Regions from separate parts of the Mus musculus genome. Here regions 2, 3 and 4 are each linked to region 1. The links are chromatin contacts, called in public HiCAR-type and HiChIP or PLAC-seq maps. All regions are on one chromosome and are shown on one strand. The core of a region is the stretch at or near the end of the contact, and the rest is flanking DNA. Distances in the headings are between cores, read along the strand shown.

The links. HiCAR-type assays count read pairs that join an accessible place to other places. HiChIP or PLAC-seq counts read pairs in DNA pulled down with a chosen protein or histone mark.
Region 2: a HiCAR-type map of embryonic stem cells shows a contact between it and region 1, with 5 times the contacts expected there. The contact joins two enhancer-like sites. A contact is called at or near these places in 1 of 484 Hi-C or Micro-C datasets (bone marrow-derived macrophages) and 2 of 115 datasets of contacts at active chromatin or transcription factors (both in embryonic stem cells).
Region 3: a contact with region 1 is called in an H3K27ac HiChIP or PLAC-seq map of embryonic stem cells, with 7 read pairs. The contact joins two enhancer-like sites. A contact is called at or near these places in 1 of 484 Hi-C or Micro-C datasets (embryonic stem cells), 3 of 115 datasets of contacts at active chromatin or transcription factors (all in embryonic stem cells) and 1 of 9 other capture datasets (embryonic stem cells).
Region 4: an H3K27ac HiChIP or PLAC-seq map of embryonic stem cells shows a contact between it and region 1, with 15 read pairs. The contact joins two enhancer-like sites. A contact is called at or near these places in 2 of 484 Hi-C or Micro-C datasets (both in embryonic stem cells), 3 of 115 datasets of contacts at active chromatin or transcription factors (all in embryonic stem cells) and 1 of 9 other capture datasets (embryonic stem cells).

The regions. Positions count from the first base shown.
Region 1 is chr1:153,374,882-153,378,192 of GRCm38.p6, forward strand. It overlaps Gm46246 (a long non-coding RNA gene), which reads right to left. Exons shown (of 2, transcript XR_001779877.1): 2 at 2,976-3,311. Among named protein-coding and RNA genes, the nearest start is that of Gm46246, 20 kb to the right of the region's middle. Within about 2 kb of position 1,825, at least 26 of the 459 cell types and tissues checked have an H3K27ac peak or open chromatin away from gene starts, as enhancers often do. A contact at or near this core is called in embryonic stem cells, where this site is marked.
Region 2 is chr1:152,971,526-152,974,836 of GRCm38.p6, forward strand. All of the region lies in intron 1 of Nmnat2 (nicotinamide nucleotide adenylyltransferase 2), which reads left to right. Among named protein-coding and RNA genes, the nearest start is that of Nmnat2, 18 kb to the left of the region's middle. Within about 2 kb of position 1,651, at least 15 of the 459 cell types and tissues checked have an H3K27ac peak or open chromatin away from gene starts, as enhancers often do. A contact at or near this core is called in embryonic stem cells, where this site is marked.
Region 3 is chr1:152,990,832-152,994,142 of GRCm38.p6, forward strand. The region is part of intron 1 of Nmnat2 (nicotinamide nucleotide adenylyltransferase 2); the gene reads left to right. Among named protein-coding and RNA genes, the nearest start is that of Nmnat2, 37 kb to the left of the region's middle. Within about 2 kb of position 1,675, at least 31 of the 459 cell types and tissues checked have an H3K27ac peak or open chromatin away from gene starts, as enhancers often do. A contact at or near this core is called in embryonic stem cells, where this site is marked.
Region 4 is chr1:153,008,065-153,011,375 of GRCm38.p6, forward strand. All of the region lies in intron 1 of Nmnat2 (nicotinamide nucleotide adenylyltransferase 2), which reads left to right. Among named protein-coding and RNA genes, the nearest start is that of Nmnat2, 55 kb to the left of the region's middle. Within about 2 kb of position 1,472, at least 51 of the 459 cell types and tissues checked have an H3K27ac peak or open chromatin away from gene starts, as enhancers often do. A contact at or near this core is called in embryonic stem cells, where this site is marked.

The sequences.
Region 1 (3,311 bases), core at 575-3,074:
CCTTTACCTTCTGAGCCATCTTACCAGCGCTTAAACATTTCTTAAAAATGGATTCACTGTCTGTCTGCCTCTGTCTGGGAGCAGCCTCTTACTAATCTTTGTATCCTAGCATCTGGCAAACTCAGGAAGTTACTAGAGTAGGGCTGACTCCTGTAAGCCCAGCAATAGAGAAGCTGAGGCTGTGAGTTGAACCCACCTTGGGCTGCAGAGAAAACCCCTTTCTCATAAAACAAACAAGCCTGATAGAAAAGAATTTGAGCCACATCATATTACAGATATGTCAAAGTGAGTAATTTACATCATTTATAAAATATGGGTCAGCCCTGAGGGTATGCCTACTATGGTAATGGGGTTGATTTCCTTTAATAAATCCTATTTTCTGTGTGATGCATCCCATCTTGGTATGCTTCTCCTTGGTTGAAGGACGTCCGGTGGAAGCTCCCAAGGTACCATTAAAGCCTTGTTTGAAATTCCATCTACTTTCTAGCTTGGCCACACAGCACACAGTACTGATCAAAGTTCAGTGAGGAAAAGAGGCAACTATTTTTCTTGGTTTAGAATCTAACTGAACTTCCACCAAGGGTCTCTGGTTGGGTGGGTCCAGTTTTGTGAATGAATGATTCCTTTGCCAGCAAACGATATTGCTGAACCCGGCCATTAAGAAGCCAGGAGGCATGACCTTGGGGTAGTTATCATCAGTAATCTACAGCAACTGTTAGAAGGTTTCAGTTCCTACTGTTGGGCAAAATTTTAACAAACAGACTTAAGTAAAATATTTCTGAAGTTAAAAACAAAACAAAACAAAACAACAACAGCAACCAACCAACCAAAACCCCACAGTTTTCCTTGGGAATGTTTTTAATATGTGTATACGCACACACACACACACATATATATACACACACACATACATACATATATACATATACATATATATGTATGTGTGTATGTATATATGTATGTATATGGTTGTATATTGAAAAATGTAAGCAATTCTCATGAAATTATTATGAATTCACAATTTAAAAACCAAGAACATTCATAAGTTGATATCACTTTAAGCTTTTGAAAAATGAAGAACTGAAATAATTTGTAAAACCTAAAGGGAGGCCTCCTGTGGTCTGTAAATGCTGACTTCCAGAAGTTAAACAAGTTAGAGGCCAACCTGACCTACTTGTGAAAGAGAGAGAAAGAAAGAAAGAAAGAAAGAAAGAAAGAAAGAAAGGAAGGAAGGAAGGAAGGAAGGAAGGAAGGAAGGAAGGAAGGAAGAAAGAAAGAAAGAAAGAAAGAAAGAAAGAAAGAAAGAAAGAAAGAAAGAAAGAAAGAAAGAAAGAAAGAAAGAAAGAAAGAAAGAAGAGGGGAGGGGAGGGGAGGGGAGGGGAGGGGAGGGGAGGGGAGGGGAGGGGAGGGGAGGGGAGGGGAGGGGAGGGGAGGGGAGGGGAGGAAGCAAGCAACTCAATCACAGCTGTTGGAGCAGGATTTAACTGATCTTGTATTTTCACAGCTGGACGGCTGTGATTCTATTCTTTCTTTCAAACACCCCACCCCATTAGTTACTGTAACTGCAGTGAAGGCAGAACAAGTTTGTCTGACCTCAGTGTGCTCCGAAGCCAGGGAGCCCTTAAAATCCAAAAGACACTCTAAAATGAGAGAAGTAATATTTGTTTCTTCCTCCAAACGGAGACCCCACCCCTCTCCACCCCCAGCTTTAAATTCAAAGGGTTGATGGTAAGTCAGCTGAGGGAGACTCTAGCCCACACCTGTGAACACCACTGCTCCCCTCACTGTCCCATTGTGTTTACTTGTGAGAAGGAATCTCCCAAAAGCAAAAAGCGAAAAGCGTTCACTCCACTTCGAGCTTTTGTTCACAGAGGTATCACACTGAGCGGGAATGTGGGTGGGGTTTGAATTTGTAAAAAGCCTGATTAAATTTATCTAAAATAATCCTATCCTATCTTATTGGGTCCTGAATTCAACCCAGTCCATTCGTAAGCAAGATTCTTAGACAAACCCACTCACTGTTTAAAATCCCTTGTGTTGCAAATTAAACAGAGACCATAAACCAGCCCAGTCCTGGCTTGTGTCATCTCTGATTCAATCTGCTATCAGTTAGATATTGGAGGAGGATTCCTGCTGCTTTGCTGGGTCTGTCAATTTTTAATAAAAGGCCTGAATTGCTCTGAGTGTCTCGGAATCTTCTGTTTCTCTTTTAGTGATAAGCAAAACACGTCTGTTGAATGCCTAGGATTCTAACACTGATAGAGAGACAGCCTTTACCCCAATACTCTTCTGAGATTACGTCATAGTGACAAGGGCCCGAATAGTCTCCAAGGACTGAGGTATGGGTGGGGAGCCCTTAAAAGCAAATTCACTTCAATGTTGAGTTTAACCATTTTTATGATATATTTTTTTTGAGACAGTGTCTACTCTCTAGAGTAGACCAGGCTAGCCTTGAAACTGCAGTGATCCCCCTGCCTCAACCTAAGTTTTGAGATTACAAGTATGTGCCCCTAATATCCAGTATGATAACATACATACATACATACATTTATTTATTTATTTATTTATCTATTTATCTATCTATCTATCTATTTATTTATTTATTTATTTATTTATTTATTTATTTATAATGGGCTGGGGATTTACCTTAGTTGGTAGGACACTTTACAGGCACATGCAAAGCTCTAGGCTTGACCCCCCCCCCCATTACTGAATTTTTAAAAAACTAGCAGTGGTGACACATGCCTGCAGCCTCAGAACTCAGGAGGCAGGGACAGGGGCTCAAGATCACCTTCAACTATATAGAAAATTCAAGACCAGCCTGGGCTACCTCACCTATATTGACCACCCTCATTCCATCCTCTAAAAAATAAAAATAAAAAAAAATAATATAGCGTACCCAAGAAATACAAACGAAGTAAGAGAAGCTGGCAAATGTCTCCCAATGACAATAATAAAAGATGCAATGAAACATCTCAAAGAAAAATGCCATTTTACTCTGTGGCTGTAATTCTCTCCATAGAACTGACCCTCATTTAAGCAGTTTATTCAAATTGTTAGACGGATACTCATAGCTGGCAATCATGGCTCAATAAACCATAAGAGACCAAGCAGAATGCAGGAAGTCTCACACAGTTACTGTAAGGACTGACTTCAGGTCACACTGGACAACACTGAAAACCATAATGCTGGCCTGAGGAGGAACCTCTGCTCTGTTGCCTAGCAGCTAGGTGACTTAGCCGCATCCTTGCTGCCTGCTAGCCTCAGAGCTGATTCCCAGATAAGGACTCAGTCTGAGGATTCCATCTTGT
Region 2 (3,311 bases), core at 401-2,900, 400 kb before region 1:
ATTAAATTGCTAAACAACTCCCCATTTATGAAAACAGTCTAGTAACTGGTGTGTTGTTAAAATGTGCTGTCTTTGGAACTTTGCAGGGCAGCGTTCATATGCTTAGTGTTATGAGTTTATCAGCTATACTCTGGGAAAGATGTTCAGGAAGAAGGATGTTTTGCAGAGTCTCAGAGCTGAGACTAGTCAGGGACCTCAGGGACAAAGAGCTGATAAATTCTAAGACCGTAATCTATAGCCTATTCTTTCCCCTCTTTCTTACTCTTTCAATAGTGTATAGTGCCTGCGTTTCCCAAGCTTCCTGCTCCCATTGGAGGGGCCAGAGGGAACAGATGCACTATAGTGACCGGGTGGCTCTAAGGACACACTGACCACTGATCTCTACCTCATACAAGAAACAATCTTTATTTGTTTATTTTTTAAAAATAAATACTAGATTCATGACTCTTGGGAAATTACCAAAGTCTGCCCAACCCAGCAACCCCATAAAAAGCCTGGCTTCTCTTCCCGTCAGTACTGTGTATTTCTGAAGGTCAAAAAAAAAACAACGTTCAGAAGCCATTTCTCTCCTTTCATCATGTGGGTCCTTGGTAGCAAAATCAGGATATCAGGTTGTGGGCAGATGCTGAGCCATCTTGATGGCCCCTCGGTTTTGTTCTTAATGTCACTGAGCCAAGTCTACAAGCATCAAGAGTGGAACTTCCTGAATTCTGAAATTATCGATTTTGTTTTCTATTCTTTTGTTTTGTTTTTTTCTTTTTTGAGTCAGGGTGGCTACATGTAGCTGAAACTTATCTTGAATTCTTGATTCTCCTGCCTCAGTCTCCCCAGTACTGTGACTGCAGGCATGTACTATCAGGGCTGGCTTAGAAGTGTCAACTTTCCTGGTATTTTACCAAAAAGGTGGTTATTTTTAAATGTGTTTTGCTGAGATTCCAAGTCAATGAACTCTTGTCCATGTTGAAACATCCTTACTTACCTAGCCACACCCCTCCTGGACACCCAGAATACTGCCCTACTCTCCAGTCTTTAATGGCAGTGGGAAATAAATGCCCTTGTTCACTGGCAAGGCTAGCTGTTTCTGCCACATATTTTCTGTGTTTCATTTAAGTATGGAAGGTGAGCTCTTACAATGATACAGAATAAAAAGGATAAAAGATAATAAAATAAAAGAATAAAGCCAGTTTTAGGGATGCAGAGGCAGGTGGCTCTATATGAGTTTAAGGCCAGCCTGGTACGTAGTGAGTTCCAGGTTAATCAGAGCTACATATTGAGACCCTGTTCCCACCCACCCCCACCCCCAAAAAAAGGCCATTTTGTAAAATTCAAAACAGATACGAAAGTGAACAGAATGCGCTTGGGAACTGTAGAGTAACTATGAGCCTCTCTTGGCTTTAGTAATCAGCAATTTGCCACCTATCTTGATTTATTGATACTCTCAGCCTTGTCTTGTGTTATGTCAAAGGGAGACCCTTTCAGCAGCAACAGAACCGCTTCTGTCTTCCCCTTTCTCCCAGCTCAGTCTTCCTCTTGCTGTTTTATTTGCTTGCCGGATGCTTTGAGTTGCAGTGGGGGCTGGTATGGGGACAGTCTGCACAGACAGCATAATGCTTCCACTTTTTAGCAAGGGGTGACATGTTTGCGTGGGCCTGGCCTCAGGAGCCCAGGATTTATGGCCCTTCCCTTCTTTCATCACTGGCCATCTCTGAGGCATCCCTCCAGGGCAGCTCCCACTGGACACAAGAGACCATTCTTCCTTGACACAAAACATTGCCCATTGTCTTTATGTTCCGACTAGTGAGATGCTCCTGCATCAATGATTTCCAACTTGGGGGCTGAAACCACCGAACATTCTCACACATTCAGAATAAGGGTCCAGTCTAGGAACTGACTGATTCTACTAACCCTCCAACTAGCCTTTTTTGTCTTGTTTTGCTCTTTTGCTTTGTTTTAATGGTGGGCTAGCACGATACCCAGTCTGGCTTCAAACTTGTTAGCGTAGCTGAGAATGAGCTTAAACTTTTGACCCTTCTGTTTCTAACAACCAAGGGCTGGGGTCGCAGGCGTGCACCACCACACAGGGTTTGTGGTACTGGAAAGCCAACTCAAGCTTCTTGCAGGCTAGGCAAGTATTTTAGCAACTGAGTTATATCCCTGCCACACTACAGGTGCCCTCCATCAACAAAGGCAACATTTTCTTTCCATTGCTTCACAAGAGCAGGAAAATAATTAAACAAATCCTGTTTGGTGGCAAAAATGGGTCCCGTGGAAGAAGCATTTGAATTCTTGGCTTGTTTGACTTGACTTTAAACTCTGTATGAAATTAAAATAAAATCCTTTTGTCTGTCCCTTAATCCTCCCTTCCTGCTGCTTTAAATCAACTTTTCTGTGCAGCGTTGTTAACATTTGCATTTAAATGTAGTGGGTAAAGCATTCTCCCAGAGCTCGGACCAGAGCATTTAAGCTCCCTACCTCAGTTTCTCAGTAAGTCATATGACTATGAATATTCATTTCGAAGACCTGCTGGGGTGCCTTGAGACTTGGGGAGCCCCTCTTGATTAGCCCTTTGTGGTTTCCTTTGGGATCTGAACTCTTGAAAGTGAATGGGGGGTGGGGGAGGGGGAAGGGGAAGGGGTAATGACTGGTAGATCAGAACCCAGCTGCTTTAACTAGAACCCTGCACTTGCCCTACCCTAGTCAGGTGCATACCTGCACTTACACACGATTTCTTTTAGATGCAAATCAGTTTACTTCAGTCTATTGTGATTTATGAACACTTTGCTTAAAGAAAAAAAAAAGAACATATTTCTTCAGTTCTGACAAAGCTGGAAGGTGGAAAGAGAGATAAGAAATGAGTATGTGCCTGGCAAAATGTTCACTGAGTGACCTCCTTCACATGTTAAATGGCAAGAGGCTCCACAGAGATTCACTCGATAACCTGTTTCTCCACGCACCCTGTAAGCTGACTATACCACCTACCTCACTGGCTGATGTAAGGAACTCATGAAGTAATGTGTACCTATTCAGCTTGTCTGTCCCCAGTGTTTTAGTGCAATCTCTGCAAAATCACAAAGCAGTGTAGGATACAGGGATTAGACGTGGGGGCATACAGTATACATCACCAACGCATCCATGATGTCAACTCCAGGGACAAGAAAGTTGGTATTTCCCTTTATGGAATGGGCTCATTTCCTCCCTGCATCACCCTGCTTTCCCCACACCCGCTTCCATCTTCCCCAGCCCATCTGTCCCTGTCATCTTTGCCACCTCTTTTAAGTCCCCTAGCTAGCCTCTTTCATTACAGTAATCAG
Region 3 (3,311 bases), core at 425-2,924, 380 kb before region 1:
CAGATTGAACAGGCCCTGACTGGCATAACCCCACACCCAGCTCTCCACTGATTCTTTCCTACGGTTTACTGGAAAAAAAAAAGAATTCAGTTTTATTATCTTCAATCTTAACAGTATTTAGTGTGTGCCCACTGTTAGATACTATTGAAGGTTTTTTTTTTTTAAATTCATAAAACAAATATAAAGACAAAATTCTTGTTCTGAGTAGTTTATATTGATTATGTTTAAAACATGAAGCGGGATAGCATCGATGAACACAGCAGAGGGTTATGAGAACAGAAGAGAGAGGGCTCATAGGCCTGTTTTCTCATGAATGTGAGTGGCTGTTGTTTTTTGTACTTATGTGGGGGAGAGAAGATGGACTGTGGACGAATGGTAACGAAAGAATACGACTGAAGTATGAGGAAGTTACAGAAGCTTTCGGGTCAGTGTCAGGAGGTTCAGAGACGGGAAGAGCTCCTTCCAGAGTACAGGGCAGTGGCCGGTGAGCAAAGAAATGGTTAACACAGACCCGAAGACATGTGAGAGCGCTTTATAGCAAAAGAAGTGGTTGAATTATCCCTGGGACTGAGCAGAACTCTAATATAGAGATGTGGAGAAAGAGAAACTGCCCCGGGGGAACAGTTTAGGCAAAGGCACAGAGGCAGCACTCACCTTTAGGGCACCCAGAAAGCAGGGACAGGTGGATCTCTGTGAGCTCAGGGCCACTGTAGTCTACATAGCACACAATAAAAGGCTGTTTCAAAAATAAATGAAGAAATGGAAATTAGCGAAGTCTCAGGGACAGGGTACATGTGGACAGCCCTGCTGGGGTGAGCAGGAAGGGGGAGGGGGAGGGGGTGGGGGAGGGGGAGGGGGAGGGGGTGGGGGAGGGGGAGGGGGAGGAGGAGGGTGGACGGAACCAAATGAGGCAGCACAGCAGCTGAGACTCTGGAGATGCCCGGGATGCCTGGAAATGAAGGTCTTCCACATAGGTCTTTGGTATCTTGATCTGTAACCAGTGGTGAACACTTTTGAGTAAGGGGGTTGTGCAGCTATACATTACAGTGGAGCTTTGTGAAGAGCAGACAAGTAGGTTCTGTAGGTGTAGGCATGCATGTGAGGCAAGAAGCTACTCAGATCATTCCAAATAGCCTCTGGAAGGGTTGTTCTCCATCGTCAACCTAGAATTACAATCACTCTTGGAGAGAAGACCCACCCGGATGTAGACTGCACCAGTTCAAGGGCTCTGAGACTAGACTGAATGAAGGGAAGGGAAGGGGAGGGGAGGGGAGGGGAGGGGAGGGGAGGGAAGGTAAGGGAGAGGGGAGGGGAGGGGAGGGGAAGGGAAGGGGAGGGGAGGGGGCCTGGCATAAACCTCAGAGCCCACCCTGCAGAGGTAAACTAACCAGCCACCTTATGCGATGCTGCCAAGGGCTTCCTCAGCAAGGTGGGCTGTCTGTCCTCAAACTCCTTCATCCCTTAAAGTTCAGGGCTTTGGGCACAGTGATTAGAAACAGAACCAAGATCTCTGTGGCCCAGTCCTGCCAGATTCTCTGCCTCCATGAAAGGCAGCCTGGAACTCTTCCCTCTTTTGAAATGTTTATGGGTCAGCCCTCAAGCTAAACACAGGGCAAGTTTAGACATGCTGGGAACATCAACACACATCCTATTTTTAGGGAAGGAACTGAGGTTTCTCTGGGGCATCTCTGCCAAGGTCAGCCTGGCTGTATGGGAATATCCTGAGAGCTGACATTTGGTGTGGCTGTTGGCCGTGATGGCTGCCCCAGTCTCTGAAAGTCTGGGCTTGGTGTATTCTCATGTTTGCTTCCCAGATGGAAGAATGAAAGCCATTTGATGCTTCCCTAACTAACATTCCTGCCTCCTTGCTATTGACATCGATAAACAATGAAATCACAGGATCCAGATTAAGTGAATCTATCTTCCTTGCATGTGGTACAACACAGTTTGGAAAGAAAAACAAATCAAATGCTTGGGAAGCAACATGAATGCAAATTAAGGTCTGGAGAAATCTGTCAGCACCCAAGCACTTGCCTTGTTTTGTCTCCCCTTTAAATGAAACGAGCACTGTTTTCTGAAGCTCAGATGTGAATCACAGCCCCTTCTGGAGTGGCTGATTGCAACACTGTCCTAGTTTAGGAAACTGATCTCCCGACAGTGGGGAGGAAAAGGCTGTTCTCTATAGGGTAGGAGATACAGGGGCGAGCATTCTCTTTTGGAACACATGGCCTAGTCTGGAATCACCCAGGTGAGGTTGCCCAGAACCAGGCCGAGGAGAACAGCTCTCTGGAGTCTGTCTTTCCATTTTGTAAACTAGCAACTGTGCCTTTTAATACTTATTTATGCTTCTTAAAATTCTTAAATGGCACGCTAGTGTATAGGCTAAATGTGGACTTAGAAAGAACAGGTTCCAGCTCTCCTCCTGAGAGCTTTGACCTTGGGAACAGTTAACGTCACTCCACTATTGATTCACATACATCAGTGTTCCTCAGCCTTCCTAATGCTGCGATCCTTTATTATAGTTCTTCGTGTTGTGGTGACCCCAACCATAAAATTACTTTTATTGCTGCTTCATAACTGTAATTTTGATACAGTTATGAATCATGTTATAAATATCTGATATGCAGGACATCTGATATGCAATGGGTATGTGTCTCAACCCACAGGTTGAGAACCCGTGACAATACAGCCCAACTTTTAGGTCAATATACATACACACATACATACATGCATACATACATACATACATACATACACACATGTATATGAGAGCTCTTTACAAGGTCATTCCTCTTCATTTCTTTAAATTTAGATTTATTATTTTATGTGTATGAGTGTTTTGCCTTCATGTGAATCTGTATACCATGCTTTGCTGGTGTTTGAGGAGGTGGTGAGCCTCCATCTGGGTGCTAGGAATTGAATCCTGCTCCTTTGCAACAACAAGTGCTCTTAACTCCCGAGCCAACTCTCCAGCCCCTTTCCTCTTCGTTGTTAATAAAGAATGAAGCTCAACTCTCTTCACTGAGGGTCCAGATCCTTGCTCTGAACACCTGTTCCTTCCCCAGTGACAGAGGGACCTGTGGATGTCCTGGAGCTTCTCCAGCAGAGGTTATTACAGAAGGAGCCACAGAGAACAGGCACCGCACATGACAGTCGGACTGTGTAGTACCCATACTAACCGATAGGACTTATGTAAACTTTCCTTTTGCAGACAGACCCCACAGAGAGGGCATTAACCAAGTACTCGAGTTGCCTAGGGAATACTGCCTTTATTTGGTGACAGGGTCTCACTATGTAGCCTAATCTAAGTA
Region 4 (3,311 bases), core at 222-2,721, 370 kb before region 1:
AGAAGGCAGAAGAAGAATGCTCCATACTCTTGGTCCTCTTAAAGACTCTAAAAACGTTCGGGAATGGACAGATATAGGAACCTGAAGTGATGGGTAGGGGTCAGGTGGGGCCTAGGGATGTGGAGTGGCAAAGCTACCACTCCAAATCCCTTCTCCCCCTCCCTCCAAGCCCCCAACAGGGAACTGCTGGAGGGGGGGGGGGCGGGTGTTTGATTGTTGTTTTTTGTTTTCTGTCTCTCAGACCTGCTCTTCCATCTGAACTTGGGTCAAAGTGTGGCAGGATGTATTTACTTTGTATCTTTGCTTGATGTATTTACTTTGTATCTTGGTCACATCTATTGCTTTGTATCTTAGTTCCAGACTTTCCTTTTTCCCCACTGTCCTTCAGAAAAACATCCTGTGCAGGGTTCCCAGAGTGTTCTAGTGACTTTAGCATCTTCTCGGAGCTACCTAAGCACCTGGTCCTGTGTTTGATACTCTGTCTCTACGCCTCACCAACACTCTACTTTCCATTCATGTCATGATGTAAATGTAAGTTTTCAGAGGAAAGCTGTTGTGCCTGTTTTGTTGTTGTTGATTTATTTGTTTGTTTTTTGAAAGGTCTCTTTGAGCCTTGAACTTGCTACAATCTGAGGTTGACCTTGACTTTATTTATTTATTTTTATTTTTTTGGTTTTTCAAGACAGGGCTTCTCTGTATAGCTCTGCCTGTCCTGGAACTCACTCTGCAGGCCAGGCTGGCCTCAAACTCAAAAATTCACCTACCTCTGCCTCCCAAGTGCTGGGATTAAAGGCATGCGCCACCACTCCCAGGTGACCTTGAATTTATAATACTCCTTTCTTCCTCTCTTTTTAATTTTTGCCCAAGGTCAACATTTTAAAAGACAAATTAAAACAATATAAAAATATATAAAAAAAATATAAATTTGCGCTATGAATACTAACAGCAGACATCACCCTATTAGTGAAAAGTTGCTTGGGTTTTAAGAGACTCGTCCTTAGGTGTATCTGATTTGATCCAGAAACCTCCATCTTCTACTTATATAAACAGCGTCTGCAGTCTGACAAAATTACTTCATCTTCCAGAAGTAAATACCTCTCACCTCCTTGCTAGTTAACTCAGCTCATTTATATACCACGGACACAGTCAAAAGCAGTCATGTAGAAACTAAATTTTTTCTAGTTGATCTTATATCTGACATGATGGTGGGATCACTAGAGATCTGTAATCTATTGGGAGCCAGATGTAGGTCCAAGGTGAAACAAAACCATCTGAGGTTCAGACCTGCATGGTAGTGACTACATTTTCATGCTCTGAGATATAACAGGTGAAAAGGTCAGCTCAGGAACTTTGGGAAGGTCATGAAACCCTTGCCTCTCCGGAAGGGAGAGGCTAATTAACATTCCTCAGACCACAGGGAGGGAACCGACCTGCGGGTGGGGACACATTCCGCAGGACTGAACGTTGCGCACCTTCTGACAAGGGAAGTCCTTGTCACCTCATTTGCTAAAGACCAGTTTAAAGGGTGTACTGTGCTGCCAATCATATTGTGCCTAGTTGCTGATGCCCTGTTCTGCCCCTGGAAACCATATAAAAACTCACCGACAGAGTGCTGGGGGTTGCCGCCTGTCCTTTGAGTCTGGGAAGGACCCCAGTGCACCGGAACAATAAATTCCTCTTGCTTTTTGCATCGATCCTGCCTCTACATTGTCACTCAGAGAGTCCCCAGTAAGCTAAGGCTCCCTGGAGTCTTACACAGGTACATGCTAGCCTGCACACCCAGATGGGTGATACAAAGTACTGTGGGTTGTTCCCACACTGGCAGTACACCAGAAGTGGCTCACGACTCTGGATCTTTCTAATTCAGGTGGGACAGTATAGCTTTGAGGCTACAATGAAGTCTCTATTTGGACAGAACTAGGTTAAAATATTTGGCTTTGCCACTACTAAGGGAGTATTGTAAGACAAAATAAAATACTCTTTGTGGCTCATTGAGGAAAAAAATCTGGAGCAGTGGAGACCAGGGGGTCAGAAGTTCAACATTATCCTCATCTACAGAACACGTTGATAAATATAATTTTACAATCTGGCTGGATGTGGTGGCCCACGCCTGTAACCCCAGGGGATAGGGTAGGGAGATCAAGAGTTTTAAGGCCAACAGAAACTGCACAGTGAAATGCTAATTAAATTAAAATTTTTAATTATATACATATACCCATCTATAAAATGCAGAGATGGCCTACTTGTCACATTATTTTGAGGATTTAGGAAACTGAGTACTTTTCAAGTTAGAGGATCAGAAGCTGATTAATCTACCACAGATGATGGTATTGGTTCTTAATCTTTGTGGGTATCAAATCAATCCAGAAGATCAGCTAGAGCTCAGATGATGGCCCAAGCTTCCTTTCTGATGCAATGGATCTGAAACGGAGCCTCATATGCATTCCTGGGTCTCCATTGATACTGAGGCGGCTGAGCCAAACCAGTGACCAGTGACTAGGCAGTGATAGGCTTTAGGGATGGGGGATAAAGGGCTCTGGCAGAGCTAGATAGGCTCTAACTCATAGGGGCAAAATCTCAGCAGTCTCTGAGGAAACAGCTTCTAAGGAATTATGGGAAGGTGTGAGGAGGAGGAAAAGAGAGGCGTGACTTGGAGATTGGTGACCATGACACCACAACAGTATGGTCGAGACTGGGCAAGTGGGACTGTGACTCATCAGGGTACGGCTGAATGGACTGTGCAGGAGTCCATTCCATGGGCCAGGATGGAGCTGAGGCTGTGTGCTGTGCCCAGTGAGGAGACTTCTGAGCAGAACAGTGATGTTCTGAAACGTGACTCGCTGGCACTGCAAAGGGTGGACGAGAGGGAGGGCGGGGAAGGTGGAGGGAGAGCTGTTAGGAAGCTTTCAGAGAGTGCTGGCCTAGGTGGTGATTTGCTTGCTGAGTGATTCCTGTGGCGACTGAGAGAAGATTATAGTTTAGAAATAAAACAGGTAGAATTTAGCAGTGGATCGGATAATGGGGAGAAAGGAGAAAAGCAAGTTAAAGATGGTTCTTGGGAAATATGATAGAATTACATCAGCAGAGCAGATATGAGGAAGTGGGGAGGGAGTATCTGTCCCGCCCACCCTACATGTCAATCAATCAGCTGTCACCCTCATTTCCCTCCTTTTTAAAATCTTTGTCTTAAAGCCGACCTGTTTGCTCTGTCACTTGTCTTTGGGCTAATTGCTGTTTGCTGGGGCAAGAAGCTTTCAGAGGTAAGAGCAATGCTCAGTCTGGCAAGTCTGAGAAAGGCCTTGTGTCTGAGA